2 separate regions of the Gasterosteus aculeatus genome follow, and region 1 is linked to region 2. The links are chromatin contacts, called in public Hi-C maps. All regions are on one chromosome and are shown on one strand. Each heading gives the region's core, a stretch centred on a gene start, on an enhancer-like site or on the middle of the called end of the contact. The rest is flanking DNA. Distances are from core to core; before and after follow the strand shown.

Region 1 (5,496 bases), core at 186-2,685, 42 kb before region 2:
TCAAAACGCCAACGCACTGTATATAACTCTAGGATTTGGCTGGGATGAAGCTCACCACCACGGTCAACAGCACTACTCTGAAGTCTCTCAGTTTGCTCTGGAGCTTCGGCTGGCTCGCTGTTTTACCTCAGGCCTCACACGCCCTCTTCTGGTCATACGAGAGAACTGCCGTGCACGGATGTCAATGCACGTTCCGTACACTAAGGTTTATACTAATGTTACTGTATTTATACGCATAGATATACGTTGCATCCACAGGGGTGGCAGGTAGACTAATGATAAGTAAACCAACTAGAAGCTGTTGTGGCGTAATTATTGAAACCACTAACAAATGAAGCTAAACTATTGACCACGTCTGTGTGTGGTTTCAAGTGGTTTTTGCTTTTTGCGAGCGATGTGCAAGCAATATTTTGAGAAAATGTATTATATTGTATTAATTGTATTAATATATTGTATTATAAATGTATTATATTTTTGTAGAGTTTTCACAGAGAGGGACCTGATTTCAGAACTTTTAGCAATTGCAATACACTGTAAACAGATGTGTTGCGACAGTGACAGATGGCAGCAAGTGTGTCAAATGATTCGCTCAGTGCTGGAATGCGGTGCAGCACATAACGTGATGGGTAACAGCTGATGCTGCCGGTTCACGCACGTTTTCTGCTTCACCAAATCAATGTAGAGACCGATGTAAGTCCAGTCAGGCCTATTCATTTAGAAAAATGAAATGGGCTAATGAAGCGGGATGCTTCCAACCGCATAATCACACAAACGCAAACCAGCGTTGACAGTATAAGTACTATATATAATGGGGACAAAATAATGAGTTTACCTTGTAGATGATTGATTTGGCATTAAGGAAAAACAGCTCAATAGTGGCATTGTCCTTCAGGTAAGATATACTCTCTATGTAGAACCTGAAGAGAGCAGGAGAACACATTTCAATCAGGAAAGGGGACAAATACATTAGTTGACCTTAAGTTCTATGAAAAACAGTGAGGTTTATCGTGTATATGTTCATCATGAATTCAAATAACACACTGATAATACAGGAGAATGAGTCAAACATGAAGGACAGAAATAATGCAATGACAAAAGTAACCAGAGGGGGGCGCTTCATACCAAAAACTGATCCCAAAAACCAACATCCTTTCACTTCCCATTAAACCAATTCCCTCTCTCACCAGGGTGGCTGGCAATGATCCATTATTAGTTTGTTAGTGTGAGCACATTCCACAACATGAACACACACACACACACACACACACACACACACACAGATTGAATGTGCACGTGATGCACTTCACACATGGTTTGCCTCCCTGCATCATCAGCAGTGCGTCGTGATTCCACAGGCACAATCCTTACACACTGGAGAGAGAAGCACAGTAACCCACTTCTGGCAGAGCGTCGAGGAGGAAGCGAACATAATAATGCCTCCTAAATTTAGCTCATGAATGCATGCTGAGCGGGAGGGGAGCTACCGATGGTGCGCTAGGAGGCTGCTCATCTCTGTGGGAAATGTACATCAAAACATGAACACGTTAAAAACCACGAGTGAGTGTGTAAAATGGGACCTGAGCACATATTCCTGGGAACACACGTGACTAAATGTGTTGATTTGTGTGCTTTGTAGGGATTGGAGGAGGATCAATATCGGGGTGGCGTAAATCGCGTTACCAATTGAGCCGCAGGAGGGAAGGATTGGAGCCTTGTCGATATTCAGTGGGAACATTTAATTAAAGCCACAGCGTTGATGAGCCAGCACAGCAGCAAGCGTGCAAAAAGGCACCCACTGAATCAGCAGTAGGTGGGCATCTGCTTAGCATTCATTGGGGAACTAAAGCATAACACAAACACCACATACGCATGCAAATACATGACGTGCATGCACCTGCACATGAAGACACGCGCCCACACACACACACACAAATAAAGATTGAGCTCATGACAAAAATTTAAAATTGATCATAGATTCAGGCTTGACATTTGGGCTGACAGTTGTTCCATTATATTCCTGAATCTGCACACGTGTGTACGGGCGTCCTAGAAATAGGGTTGGATGTGCGCGCGCGCGTGTGTGTGTGTGTGTAGGCAGAGGTGTGACATTTGGATAGATTGAGGTTAGCAATTAGACTGAACTGCGAGCAAAAAACGGTGTCAAAGTTCACAGTCACCGCACACCCAACATTACATCCTCAAACCCCTATTAGTCTATGTAAATAAACACACAGAGACTCCCACCCAGAGCATCGCGTGACTCCAGATAAAGAGGAATGCTCACCGCGAGGGTCAACGTAGCTTGAGTATATAGTGCGTTTGGCCAATATGGCAGTAAAACACCAATCTGCACATCTTTTGAATGTATCACAATGCACAATAACACCAGTGTTTATTAAAAGCGGGTGAACAATAAGTCTATTTGCTAACAATCAGATTTTGCTTTACAGTCACCGCTTTGTGTCACGACGGGTTGTGTCATGAATGTCGCCCTGGAAGTGAGTACTCGATGACATTGTGTAGCAGCGTTAATGTGCGTCAACGTTGCTATGTTTGCTCCTAACCGAGGCTCAGTCCCTCGGGTACATTTGACATCATAGAGATGTGTGAGGGCCGCAGCACAACAGTGGTCCCAAAACAAAGGCCTGGCTTTCCCTTCCGGGCTCTAATTGAATGTGTGGGTGTGTGTATTTGTGTGTGTGTGTGTGTGTGTGTGAGAGAGTGCTAGTATTTTGGGAGAGTGGTTTGAGAAGTGCAGTGCATTTTGCTTTGAGATTAAAAAAAGATTGGAAAAATGTATTTTCAGGTCTGGTGTCTTTTGTCTTTCTTTTTCAATAGCCTACTGAAGACACAACAGCCACATGTACACAGACACACAAACACACACACACACGATCCAGTGCGTCAGGAGCGTCTCGGATATCAGTGGGGCCATTGTGCGAGCGGTGCAAAGGGGCTGGGAGAGCAGCGTGGGATTGGAGGGGTATTTCATAACCCTGCCTACAGGTCATAGAAGACTCGGCGATGACGCCGCCACAGCAAGGAGAGCTCGCCGCGGCGCACCTGCCTCTTCATTGGTTGAGTCCAGCACCGCAAGGGGTTAGGAGTTAGAAGAAATGACAGGGCTCGAGTTTGTAGGGGATGGAGCCGTATTTGCATGCAGCAAATACTGAGGCAGGAGCTAATCACCAGGGTCGGAGTCATTTCATAGCGTGAGCATAAACACACACACACATCTTTCTGTCTATCGTCCACGCACACACACACTCACAGGCCGTACACTGTGTGAGTGAGCAAGGTGACTCATTTAATGAAGAAGGACTCACCTGACACAGAAGTAGAGGACAATAGGACCAGACTTCTTGGGGAACTCGTGTTCCAACACCCTTCGGTCCAACTGAAGCCAACTAAAATGGCCCCTGGTGACACAAAACCACACAGAAATGAACTTGTGTTTTTTGGCATGTCTGAATAGCACTGAAACGTCATATAAAAGCACTGAACCTTTTTTATCGAGCCTCCCTTCTTTTCTTTTCCTGTTACAACCCCCCCCCCCTCCTTTCTCTAACCCTCTCTTCTCTCTGTCTCCCTCAAACAGAAGGGACAAACTGCAGAGACAGCTTGTCACCCTGGTAACCCTGCATGGTCTCCCGAGCAACGGAACATCTCTCTCAACCCCCCCCCCCCCCCCTTCTGTCGCTGTCTCTTTCCCCCCCGAGCCCCTTTGACCACCGAGCGGTCGGAGCCGCGTCCCCGGGCACAAGCAACAAATCTACACATCACAGAATGACTGCAGGGCTGCAGACTATGGCTACAGTACGCTTCCCAGCCATGGAAATGCCACAGAGCAGAGGCCATCAGTGGGCCCGTGAGATAAAACAAAGAGAAAAAACAAAGGCCCTGGCAATGTTTGCCTGTATGCAAATCCCTTGTATCTTTGCATGACTAGTTCTGGACAATGCCGGAGGTGCTTCTGTCTTCATTAGGTCACCGAACGCAATAACACAAGTTAGAAGTTCATTTTTGCTTCTTGTCCCAATCCTTCTCACATGTATGACTTTGTGATCCATCGGTAGGCCATCATAACATCCATCATAACATCCCTGTAATACACGAGTCTAACGTGAGATTCATCATTTAATCTGAAGGTAGAAATCTACTTTTACTGTAAAACTGTGAGCTGGATATGTTTTCTTGTTAGCCATTTAAAAGAAACATAAATAAATAAACAATACATTTTGTTAGATGAAAACCACACATTTAAAATTATGTACAGGAAACTGGAGTTTTCATACCGCTGATTTTGATAACAGTGCAGCGTTTTGCTAATGTTAACTATGTATTTTTGACATTTTATCTCTTTGACATTGATGTCTTTTCTTTTAAATACACGAGTCAATACAATTCAAATACCATTTGTCCTGAAGTTGCAAATGAATCCTGTTTTTTAAGAAAGTTATTTGACAAGACCTGCGGAAACATATTAAAGGCACAAATATTTTGAATGAATCAAATCAAAGCAGAAACCAATTAAATGCGTTTTGGCTTTTGTTAAGTAGTTGAAAACTTAAACCATGCTTAAAACTCACAACTCACAATTTCAGTATTTCATCTTTGGCATTTCTCACTACAACTATTTGTATGGTCATTGACAGTTGGAGATTCATACGTTTTATAAGATTAAAGAAACACACAAACACGCTCACTTTACTGTGTTTACGAGCACAACTAGTGGCATCTGAACTTTGCCTGATGTCGGCTTCTAGCACAATTTGTCCCACGTATTGTTCCAGAAACTAAGTACACAAACAGTTAGCTATGACGTTATGGGGAAGTACTGAAAAACCCAATCCAATACACCATGCGCTGGAACTGCATTGCTGTTTCAAAGTGACTTACGTTTCGTCCGTGTATGCAATTCCAAAGTACTCCTTCTCCTTGAGGTTGAAGTGAGAGGCCACAAGGTCCAACAAGTCCTTCGCCATCAGCTTGGGCTGCAGGGGCACAGAAACATTAGTATCGCTCCGCTTGTGTTTTATTCATAAACTTGTGTAACAGTTTATCCCGCTGACGTTTAATTAGAGCAAGTACATCTGTCTGTACAGCGTTATGTTAATGTTGTCTATCGGCCATTGATCTGCTGCAATGACTAAGCATTCTGACAAACAACGGGGGAAAGAGCAAGAGAGGAGGAGACAAATGAGAAAGAGAAAGTGCAAGAAAGATGGATGTAGTGAGTGGATGCTGCTGACGGTGCAGATACCCCTGCCCTTCCGCCCCCTCCCTCCATCCCTCTTTCCTTCCTTCCTTTTCCGCCCGTCTGACCCAAACCTGCAGAGTCATGGCTCTGGGCCCAACCACTGTATTGTATGCAGGGGACGGCAGCTAGCACAAGAGCTTTCTGTCTAGTTCGTACTGTGGAATACTGTCCGAGCTGTACATGACGATCACCTGCAACAGAATCAGATCAACAGAAACTCGCAGCATGCAGAGCAT
Region 2 (5,753 bases), core at 415-2,914:
GGCTACATCCTCCGCTGGAGTCTGCTGCTAGACAGAGCAGTCACCTCCCGGCCGTCTCTTGCCTTTTGTCCTCGCTACACCGCTTCACCTTCACAGCATTCATAAGAAAAGAGAGAGAGAGGCTGTGACAGGCAGGCTGTGATCAGTCCCAGGTCTCCCTCCAAGCCAAGGTCCCGTCCCTTGGTATTAGGACTTATTAACATTCTGCCTGCGTCATCGCCATGGGAACAGAGGAGCACCTGAAGCTACGGAGGGGAAAGGAGGCAGGAAAAGGGCTGAATATTGGGCGCATGAAAAATGAAAGACTGGGGGAAGAGGAGGAGGCGGATTTATTGGGTTGAAGCCTATGTGATAGCCCCCCCCAGTAGACAGCGGGGGTGATGGGACGGCAACTCGGTCACTGACAAATCTCATTATTAATCAAGTGCGGCCTTTAACATATGCTTCCTTCCCTCAATCTTTGTCCCCAGCTGTCCTCCCCTTACCCCTTCTTGTCATTTTCTCTGTCTTGATTTCACTTCCTTTCCCTGCTCTTTGTCTTTTACCCACTCACGCGCCCCCCCCCCCCCCCCCCCCCCCCTCTTGGACAGCAGGAGGAGCAGGATGAGGTCATTAATTATACACAACACCATTCCCTGGTCACCTCACACACAAACCCACTCGCTCCTCCTTCCCCACCTGGTCCCCTCCACGAAAACACTGATGTCTCTCGGAAAGCTGTGATGACGAATGCGGGGAACGGTGGAGTTGTCCAATAAAGCTCTGTGTTTACTGGGGCCCAAAGGCCAGCTCACACACACACACACACACACACACACACACACACACACACACACACACAGCCAGGCAGCAGACCACTGCTCATTAGAGACCCGAAGGTCTCTGGTTATTGGCTCCATACATCAGACAGAGACATGGTGAGGAGGAGGAGGCAAGTCGCAAATCTAAAGCAATGTCTGGAGTTCTTCTTCAACGGCGCTGACCTTCTCAATAAGCACTCATTGCTGTGGAGGGATTCTTCTCGCCCACACTTTCCTGAAGGAGCTACGGGAAGGAGTACGTGCACCACTTCAAACATAAGGCCCCGGGTGGCCTGCTCTTCTTCAGTTAGCAACTCAACTGGACGTCCATGTCCTCAGCCTCGAGCTGTAAGCAAAGGGAATCGCATCACACAGCGCGCTCTGGTGGCCAGGCAATGAAATGCAGCACACTGGTGAGAAACTCAGAGGAAAAAGGGTCATGAATGGATGAAATAACGCAAACACCGCATGAAAAGGTTTTTTGGAGGAGATCAAAAGTATCTATGAGAGTTCCAAAACCTGCAATGACACCTGGGTTCATGTGCAGCGACAATGTAACCGTCGTACAGCAAAGTAATACGACTACAGTTTCACCGATAAACATAAATAGTTGGTCCAAACACCAAAGAGAAACTAAAGGATACTGCAACAAACCGGTTATCACAGCACTGGATTGTTGATCATGTCGACGGTAATAATTTCTAACGCTGTTTTTCTGAAGCAGTATCATTATTATGAAACCGCTTGTGTTCAAGGCCATCAAACATAATAATTACCCAACATCAAACTTCAGGAATGGCAGGTCTGCATTCCATGATTCATTTAATAAAAGGGGTCGGCCTTCACTCTATCATCTACCATGACGCATGGGGCCCTCCCTTACTTTTGTTAAAGCCACGCGCAAGTGTCGACATGTAGCTTAAAATGCGTGCTGTCTGTGGGAAAAGCAGTTTGTGTTTAAAACGGTTTCCAAGTTTGTGTTGTGAGAGCTGTTTGGAGCTCAACGTAAGGCGTGTGATACAATTTGTATCACCAAATGCAATTGTTTCAGCTCCTGTTTTTATTAAATCTGTTAATGTTCACATCTACATCAAGAAACGAACAAACTAAAGCAGGATGTGAGAGATCCAGTCAAAAGTGAATGTGCAAACAAGGTACACTGCAAATAACAACAGCTGTTGCCCAAAAACTCAACACATCCACATACAAACACCTCTGGGCACATATTAATGGCCTTATCTGCAATGGCAGATGCTCACATCTGTTCAGAATAAAACAAACACGTGTACATGCGCACACACAAGCACACACAAGGTTGAGTTATAAATCTGACACACGTCAAACCTAATTGTTTTAACAAGCAGTAATGAGAGTTTGGAGGGTCAGCGAGACACTTAGGATGATGTAAGTATTCCTTGGAGGATGGATGAGCATCAATCTGGCAACCTTGATTTCATATTTGGATTTAATTCAGCGCTGTGGCAGCTGTCTACACTTGGGAGAGAGATAATAGGATACCTGGCAACCACTGCAGAGTGTTCCTAACTAGAAAAATCAAAAATCTGACACGTGGTACCAAGCAGGATAAGTTTAGAATTACTGAATATCAGTGGTGTTAAATGATATGACCCGCAAAGACATACGTATTTACTAAAATAATTGTCGCAGTGCTGCCTTTTTGTTTCTGAGAAGCACAAGTGGGATCACAGGAGCCAGATGGGATCGGCAAACTGCCCCTTTGGCGACACGGACCAATGCTTCTGAAAATCAAGTGCTGGAAATCAAGAACGGCTCTAAAAGAATCACCTCCCCACTCCAATCATGTGTCCAATCATCCCGGCACCTTCAACCATCACTGTCTCTCATTCTATCGCCGACTTATATCCATCAATTCATCCTGTCTGCAGCTCTGAAGACGCTGGCTGCAGCCTTGCTGCTGGGAGGCTGTCGTGCCTCCTACTTCAACGAGGCTGTCTGGCTGCAGAATATCGGTCCATATATACGTGAGGCTGTGCATGTAGATGTTATGGAGCATGCAAATTGACCAGTGTGCATGCACGTGTTTAGAGGATATGCACTGTTAGTGTGTGTGTGTAAAGTGCTCAATGTCTTTGTCTCCTTGAGCATGTTTGTAGGTGAATCATGAATCATACATTAGCGCGCTGGAGCATAAAAAGTGCATATGTAAATTTTGTTCATGCTCCGTGCACTTTGTACTGAAATTACTAAAATGGGAAAAAAGGGGATGGATGCTCCAATTAAGTACGCAGAGTAAGAGCTATAAAATCTACTATGGTTTGGTCACGAAATGTTGCTTCACCTTGTGCTGTCCTTAAGAACTGAACTGATCTTTGACAAGAACGAAATAATATTATTAATATCATTACGGTCACAGCTTGTTTTGAATGGATAAATAGTATTTTTTTCATTTAATTTGTGTTTGTTCTTCTTTTGTCCCCGTGTGCTGCCGACCGTGATGCTAATAACTCCCTCTGTTAGCCTGAGGAGTGTTAAGACCTCCGACACACAACAGTCTGCCAACTAGCAGCTTCCCCGGGAGGCACACGGAGCTCCATGTGGTCGCCCCCTGAATGTGTGCCCCCTGCCAACCGGTAGCAGCTATCAGCGCAGGTACAAACATGTGATCTTTTGTGGCTTTCTATCTGTTACTTTGACGATTAGGCTCAAAGGGCCAATAGCCAGAATCATTGGGAGCCAGAGTTTGAACCTGAGTGCCTGCGGTGCTGGGAAGTAATTTTCCTCAAAAGCCCCGGCACTTTAAGCTGCATTTGTATTTGTAATAACTCCAGTATTCCTGCCAGCGTTTGAATAGGTCAGAGCTGATCCATTGCAGTTGCTGCTACTGAGAACATCTGTGTGTGTTAAATGTTGAGTTGTTTTACGGCCCTTTTCTTTCCGGTGATGCGGCTCAACACCTTCAGGAATAATGTCCTACAATTCATGCCGTTCTTTTGCCTCTGTCGTTACTTCCTCTCTCCCCTCAGGTCAGTGTTGACACCACTCAAGTCCTTAGTGAGCCTAAGTCATATTTCAGAGACTGCTGCGAGCTTCTTTATCGCTCATGTAAAGAGGTAACAGCTCAGAGCCCGGGGATGATGTATCGAGATGGAGGAAGAAGGAAGGAATCGGCTACAAATGGTGGGTCTCCGGTAGGTGTTGAGAGGAAAAGGCCACGATAAAGAGCGGCGGATATGCCTGAGTGAGTGTGACGCGAGAAGATATGAGATCATAGGGCGAGAAGAAGAAAGAAACTCCCATTTCCTCGGTTAATGTGTATGCACGGGAACTGCCTAAAAATGTCTCTCCGGTGTAGATGTCTACTGATTGGGTGATGCATGGTACCTGTTCAATCCAGGGTCACCTTTTGTCACAGGGGTGACACTACCAATCCTCTGCTCGTTCATCAAAGGCGTGTGCGTGTGTGTGTGTGTGTGTGTGTGTGTGTGTGTGTGTGTGTGCAGGTTTGTGAATACATTCCAATAGAGAAACGTGTAATTGCCCTTCTGATTGTCCAAAGGCTAAAAGCAGAAGAGCGAAAGCTCTCTTGGGACCATTCTATGCTATTAAACAGATAAAGTTAATATACATAATAGAACTGCTTCAAGCTATTTAATCTAAAGTCCATTGTTCTAACACTAACACACGAACGCAGGTTAATTTAATTGAAGCATGGTGTTACACTAAATTTCTCATCTCGATACTTCTGTGTCTTGCTGTGTCGTCTGACACATGACTAATTTTACCTCCCATCTTTCAATTGCCTTTTTTGGAAATCATCTTTGAAAATGCCTGTAGAATTATGGCAGCCAATGAAGTGGAAAATCTGCACCCTGTGTTCCCATGACAACACCTAACATTAAGTGCATCACTGGTTCGCTTCTCCGGTTGCTCAATTGCGCTCTGATTGATCTCATCGTTCGGGCCTCTTCAAGGGGACAAGAGTGTATTTGACATGCTCGACACAGCAGGGCACGCTCACACGCACACACGTGAGTACACACACGCAACACGCAGACACAATCAGAGGCGGCGTACGGCTGACGTGCAGCGCCACATCTTCAAATGGGGAACAAGGGGGAAAGCTTCAAACAGTGCAGCGTGTACAAGGATCTCTCTCACTGGCCTCCCACTGATCTCGTCTTAAGCCACAGTTCTGCTTCTCCTCCTCTTATAAATGCATTGATCTATTTCCCAAAGTAGGTGCAAGTCTTTTTCTTTACCGCACTCTGAACCCCTTTAAGCAAGTTATTTGAGCTAATTAGCTAATGTTAGGTTTCTGTTTAGCCACGTTACCCCCTGGCAGATTCAAAAAAGGTTTCAGCAATTTCCTCTCGTTCAGTTATCAAAACCTGAAATTAAAAATATTTTATCCCAGAATGAAGCAGGTGTGTTAATAGTTTTTTTTAATTTAAATAAAATTACGCAAAGCAACTAACTTTGCAGCCCTAAATCTGCATGTTCTGCAGGCTGAGATGACAGCTGGGGGATGTAGATCTGTCCATGTGTGTGTGTGTGTGTCTCAAGTGGTTCCAGGCACCAGGCAGCCCCCCCCCTCCCACCTCCCCTTTGCTACTTACTATGGCCTTCAATTGCTGCCAGCCAAGCTGCTGTGTATTAAATGAGTGAGTATGTGTGTGCGTGTGTGTGGGTTGCCAAAGGCAGCCCCACCTTGTGCTGCACATCCAGACCCCGTCAGGACTTTCTCCCGCGTTTCTCTCCTAATTATTAGGATACAAGCAGTGTGGTGGTCGGCTTCAGGGATGTACAGTGAGTCTGGCCATTTCCCTTTGGGCTTCTTCGTTCTCTCCTCCACGCCACCCTGACCTTTACCCTTTACCCTTTACCTTTACCATTCTGCATTCTGACAGCAGAACGCCCGCTGAGGAGGATGGAGGGGGAAAGGAATGAGCGAAGAGGCACAAGGGGAGGGAT

The links. A called contact is a pair of places that touch in the nucleus more often than the background predicts.
Region 1: a contact with region 2 is called in a Hi-C map of whole body, with 7 times the contacts expected there. The contact joins two enhancer-like sites. A contact is called at or near these places in 3 of 6 Hi-C or Micro-C datasets (skeletal muscle, tail fin and whole body).

What each region holds. Positions count from the first base shown.
Region 1 is chrX:9,759,515-9,765,010 of fGasAcu3.hap1.1, reverse strand. It overlaps LOC120808763 (FERM domain-containing protein 4A), which reads right to left. Exons shown (of 24, transcript XM_078082645.1): 3 at 4,900-4,994; 4 at 3,327-3,419; 5 at 833-917. Among protein-coding and RNA genes, the nearest start is that of trnam-cau, 17 kb to the left of the region's middle. Within about 2 kb of position 1,435, at least 2 of the 9 cell types and tissues checked have open chromatin away from gene starts, as enhancers often do.
Region 2 is chrX:9,717,507-9,723,259 of fGasAcu3.hap1.1, reverse strand. The region is part of intron 1 of LOC120808763 (FERM domain-containing protein 4A); the gene reads right to left. Among protein-coding and RNA genes, the nearest start is that of LOC120808763, 22 kb to the right of the region's middle. Within about 2 kb of position 1,664, at least 3 of the 9 cell types and tissues checked have open chromatin away from gene starts, as enhancers often do.